Linked DNA regions of Pan troglodytes: region 2 is linked to region 1. Evidence: chromatin contacts called from public Hi-C data. All regions are on one chromosome and are shown on one strand. The core of a region is the stretch at or near the end of the contact, and the rest is flanking DNA. Distances in the headings are between cores, read along the strand shown. Region 1 holds the start of LOC112205011. Region 2 holds the start of POC1B (POC1 centriolar protein B).

The links. A called contact is a pair of places that touch in the nucleus more often than the background predicts.
Region 2: a contact with region 1 is called in a Hi-C map of induced pluripotent stem cells, with 2.4 times the contacts expected there. The contact joins the promoter of POC1B here to the promoter of LOC112205011 in region 1. A contact is called at or near these places in 2 of 7 Hi-C or Micro-C datasets (induced pluripotent stem cells and stem cell-derived neural progenitor cells) and 1 of 1 other capture datasets (stem cell-derived neural stem cells).

What each region holds. Positions count from the first base shown.
Region 1 is chr10:96,166,719-96,169,384 of NHGRI_mPanTro3-v2.0_pri, forward strand. LOC112205011 reads left to right here and starts at 1,310. Exons shown (of 4, transcript XM_063786188.1): 1 at 1,310-1,472; 2 at 1,924-2,271; 3 at 2,534-2,666. The coding sequence starts at 1,310. DUSP6 (dual specificity phosphatase 6) reads right to left here and starts at 2,039. Exons shown (of 3, transcript XM_001165821.8): 1 at 912-2,039; 2 at 1-297. The coding sequence starts at 1,311.
Region 2 is chr10:96,341,416-96,344,081 of NHGRI_mPanTro3-v2.0_pri, forward strand. POC1B (POC1 centriolar protein B) reads right to left here and starts at 1,335. Exons shown (of 14, transcript XR_008538532.2): 1 at 954-1,335; 2 at 197-281. LOC104001628 reads left to right here and starts at 714. Exons shown (of 4, transcript XM_063785987.1): 1 at 714-871. The coding sequence starts at 844. LOC134807494 (a long non-coding RNA gene) reads left to right here and starts at 1,301. Exons shown (of 3, transcript XR_010148105.1): 1 at 1,301-1,386.

The sequences.
Region 1 (2,666 bases), core at 60-2,559:
TGCCGAATTCCTCCAACACGTCCAAGTTGGTGGAGTCTTTGGCACAGCCCAAGTAGAGGAAGGGCAAGATCTCCACTGGGAAGGAAGGCTGGCTGTTGGACAGCGGACTGCCATCCGAGTCTGTTGCACTATTGGGGTCTCGGTCAAGGTCAGACTCGATGTCCGAAGAAGAGTCAGAGCTGATCCGCAGGCCCCCGAGCCCCAGCACTGGCAACGGCGGCGAGCTGCTGCTACACGAGCCGTCTAGATTGGTCTCGCAATGCAGGGCGAACTCGGCTTGGAACTTACTGAAGCCACCTGCCAGAACGAGAAAAGCAATCGTGTAACCTGAGAAGCCGTAGTAGTTTTCACAGCTTGTAAGAACCGCAGCCCGGCGCAAGAAACACCACAAGCATCCTACGAACCCCCTACATACAGAACCATATATAAGAGAAACACACTTTAAATGTGCACCATCGGGAATGGAACGAACGGGCCCGCCTCGCCAGGGAACCCTTATTCGCTTAAATCCGGAAATAGACAAAATGGCAACTTTTTGGAATATTTTGAGAGCTAAGATGTGCCAATTTGCATCCCCAACAATCTCTCCCGTCCTGCAAACCTTAATTCAAAATCGAACGATAGAAAACAGGGTGATGGTGGAAGATGTTCTGGCTAAGAAGGCGCAGAACCCGTTAGAAAGAAACCGCCGGTACCCGCAGCCGGAAGCGGGTGGATTCTGAGCCGGCCCGGTTCTCTGGTGCGGAACGCGCGGTTCGCGGCCCCTACCTCGCCGGCTGCCGGTCCCTAGGCGAGCAGCGCGGCTCCGAAGCTCCAGCTGAGCGGAGCAGAGGCATTTTCAGTCCATGCGCCCCGCCCGCAGCCCTGCGCCCCTAGCCCTGCCCCGCGCGCGGAGTTCCCTGGGCGCGTACCTTCCAGGTAGAACGCCCGGCAGCCCTCGTCCTTGAGCTTCTTGAGCAGCAGCCCGAGCACCGACTCGCCGCCCGTATTCTCGTTCCAGTCGCTGCTGCTCTCATCGTAGAGCACCACTGTGTCGGTGCCACAGCGCCGGGTGAAGCGGTCCCGGTCCTCGCCGCGCGTGAAGAGCGCGCGCACCGGCAGGTTACCCTTCTGCAGGCGCCGCAGCATGATGCCCGGGATGGCCACGTTGATGGCCGACTCGATGTGCGACGACTCGTATAGCTCCTGCGGCCGGCAGTCCATCAGCAGCAGCCGCTCGTTGCCCAGCTCCAGCTGCTCGTTGAGCCACGCCACCGTCTTGCTGATCGCCATTTCCGACGCGAAGGGCACGGGTCTGAGCGTATCTATCATGGGGGTCGAGCTGCGGGAGAGGGCGGGGTGCCTACCAGACGCCCCTCGGGGCAGGCATAGGCCGAGCGCACCGCGCGCGAAGCTGCCGCTCTCGGAGCGGGGTTTAATTCCGCCTTGCCTTACCCAAGCCGAGGCTAGCGGTTGGGGCAGACGAGACAGAAGTAAAGCCGGAGGTTCTCTCTGCACCCAGCTGCAGCCGCTGGCTCTTAGTGTCAATGAATCTCTCTCAATGAAGCTGCCCAGATAGTTTTTGTTCCTCCCCAGTGAATGAAATCCAATTAATTCGGACTCCGTGCTACTGAGAGGGGAGAAAAAAAAGTCTAGCGGCTTCTAATCCCTCCCTCCAAGGCTGCACCTCAAATCTACCCGGGCGTCTTTCTCCCCGGATTATTTAAGACTCGATTTGCTCACTATCTCTTGGACTCAGCCTCGCACACCCCCTGCGCGAGGCAGCTCCTCAATGGATACAAACAGCGAGCGTCTCAATGGATACATTCTCCGGACCAGCCAATGAGCGTGCTGCGGAAGGGGCTGTTGCCGTGGGGACGGGCCGGCTGGAACAGGTTGTGTTGATGAATTGTTAATGAGTTTGTCATTCACAAAAACGGAAAGGAATTTCCGCTCCGGATAAGCCCCAGTGCAAACAAGCTGCAACAGCGGGCTCGGCGGGAGGAAGGAGAAAGAAGGGGAGGCGGCAGCGGAGGAGGAGCAGGGCACATAAACCAGGGCACTTCAGTTGTCTCATGTTTCCTTCTGTTGAGAGTTCACACTTCGCGTCGGAACTTTTGCGCACCAATGGCGCAATTAGCATGCACAAAAGCCCTTGTTCGCGACGCTTGCGTTCGCGAGCTAGCTTTAGGAAAACTTGTGCTGACTTTTCGTTCTTTGTATTCCCTTCAAACTCATTTGGACCCAAGGTCGCCTTAACCCTCCCCTCCCCCAGCCCCCCTTCTTTAGGCGGTGTGTGGCATTTGTTTGCCACTTTTAAAGGCCCAGCTCTGTTTGCTCTGATGTTCTTTTAGCCGAGGCTGTGTTGGGGCTGGTGAACTGACTGGGCTTTAGTGACCGATGAGGTGTTAAATGCTAATCCAACGTATTTCGAAACAAACCAGGATTTTGTTGAAACATTTTAAAGCAAACAAACAAACGTCTGGTTGTGCAGAAAATCAGAAGAAAACCTTTTTTCTTAAAATAACATTTTATTTTCTTTAAAACAATGTAGAGTGCAGAAGCAAACTCTTAGGTCAGTCCAGTGCTTTTACTGTATTCCGCTCCAGCGGCGTGGGGAGTTACAAGCCATTGTTCGGGGGAATCTGTATCTCTCCCCCCGCCCCCCCACCACCATCGCCTGCTGG
Region 2 (2,666 bases), core at 85-2,584, 170 kb after region 1:
GGCCGGGGGCCGGGGGCCGGAATGGCAGAGGGGGCCCTAGCTGCGCCCCGCCGCGCTGGGCCCTCGTCTCCGGGTGCTCTCAACCCTCATAGAGGCCCTTAGCCGTTCTCCTAGGGACCCTGCCCGGACAGGAGGAAAGGTTTCCGACCCGTGGAGTTTTGTCTCATTACAAAAGCAAAACAAGAATAAGACTTACCAAGTTGCTTGCCGTTGGGGCTGAGGTCCAAGGAGGTGATCGCAGCTTTGTGGCCTTTGAAATAACGCTCCAGAACGGGGTCCTCCTGGAAAGGAAAGTTGTCAAGTTTTGAAAGCCGCCGCAGACCTCGAATTCTAGCGGCTGGGATCCACGCTGCCACTTCCCCGGAGTCCGGCTTGGGAATGGCCACCCAGGCGGCGGCTTGGCTGGGCGGCGGGGCCAGGCAGCAGCCCACCCACGGGCGCGGCGCCCAGTCCTGCTACAGGGAGACGCCGGCGCCAGCTCTCCCCGCAGAGCCCGCAAAACGCTCTGTTCGCGCTTCCCAGAGTCCAGCGCATCGCAGGAACCGCGGCCCCTTTGAAATGCACGTTCCCGGGCCCCGCCCGCTGGCACAAGGCAGGCAGGTGCGAGGATGCGCCTCGGCTTTGGTACTTTTTTTTTTTAATACTTCCCAGGTGATTCTGACGCAGGCGCTCCACGGAAACCCTCCGAGAATTCTGGGGGCCGTGGGGCCGCCCAGCTCAGTCCGGAGCTCCGGAACTCGGGGAAGAGCGTCCGGGAGCCGGGTCTGGGTTCCACACTCCGTCCGCCCCGATGGCAGAGAGTGAGATACGGACGCCCCGGGACGAGGGGCTCAGGACCCGGCTATGGACACCTGCCTCCATCTCCCGCCAGGTGCGGCTTCGGCCCGGACCTGGCCCCGCAGCCCGCGGGACAGGCTCCAGGGAGGGACCCCCCACCTCCAACCCGTCCTTACCGTGGCTGAGGCCATCGGGGGAGTGGTCGGCCCAAGGCTCCTGTGGGTGGGGGAACCCGGAGAGGGGAGGGGAGGGGATGGGGAAGGAGAGGGGACCGTGCGGCTCCCGGAACCGTCTGCCCAGAGCGGCAGCGCCTCCCGGTCACTACAACAACGGCGGCCCAGTCAAACCCCGCGCTCCAGGCATGGCCAGCCGAGCCCCGAGACACCGCCAGCCCTGTAAAGAGAGGACGGGAGGTATGCGCCGGGTCAGCTGTGGCCACACACCAAGCCATGTTAAGTAACACTCGCGTTCTCCCTGGTTTGATGTCAGGAAGTGGGGTAGTAACCAGGACGGGAATAAGAGCGATGAATGGAAGGGCGTTGTGAGCCTGTGATCGATGCGATCAGAGTTCTATTACGTTTTAAAGAGACAGCACCCGTGACGTTTAAGGTGATCCCCTACCGCTTATTTTGTTGACGTAAAACTTTGACATGAAGAGGGGCAGCTTGCTAGTTATTAATATACTAAAAGGAACTAAATCCCCTGAGGGCAGATTTAAATTTATTTAACCACTGTTTTCCACACAGTGCCCTGCAGGATATTGATATAGATGCTGGATGTGCGTGATGAATGAATGAGTGAATGAATGAATAAATGTTGTGCATGCACTTAATAATTTTCAGCGATATGTTTCCATTCTCATCTGCTCATTTGCGTATACCTTAGAGCACTAAACTTACACAGCTGGATACTTAAAGTCTTTAGGAAGACTTGGAAACATGGTTTTTTTTTGTTTGTTTTTTGTGAGACCACGTTTCTACAGCAGGCTTTGTTACACATAGTATCATTTGCTTCAGCCAAACAATGAAGTTGGTAGAATTACAAAATGTTTTCAATGTTTCCAAGTTATAAACTTGATTCCTAGATATTGGTCTTAGAGGTCACACAGAGACAGTTCTTCTAATTCCAAGTCCATATCTTTTTTTTTTAACCCTGCCTCAAAGCGTGATGTTCTGAGCTGAAAATTACATATAGTGTAAAGATCCTTAGCAACATCAAAGGGCATGATAGAACACAGCTGGTAAGATATGTGTTTTATGCAAATGAAAGGTATGCTACACACCTTAATTACAGATTCCCTAGTTGTCTAGTGATTGAGTTTAATTTTATTGAATATGGTACTTAACAACTAAACAGGTAGGCTTTAGATTACAGTATTAGTTAATTTAAGTATACACTTGTTAAATATCTGTTGTATGTTTGGCCTTGAGGGACACAATGATGACTAAGATATTTCCCCTACCTTCAAGAACTCAGCAATCTAGGGTTGGTGAGTCTCATGCTTTAGCATTTGTAATGTTGATTTGGGGGCTCCATTTCCAGAGATGCTGAATCAACATATACAAGGTGGGGTCCAGGGCCCTTCTGATGTAACAAGCTCCATAGATGATTACTATGGGAGTCTCAGCTGTCTATGTTGAGAAACACTGCATTAGTCTAGGAGATGATATGTTAAGAGTGTTGATATCAGCAACTTGTCAGCAAACTGTTGCAGGACTCTTAGTTTTGCTACATATTACCAGTTTAGGCTTGATTTATTTTAAAAGCCTGCCATGTTTAAAACTAATGCTATATACTGGTGGGAATGTAAAATGATGTAGCTCTGTGAAAAAGTTTGTCAGTTCCTAAAAAGTTAAACATACAATTACCTTATAATCCAGCAATTTCAC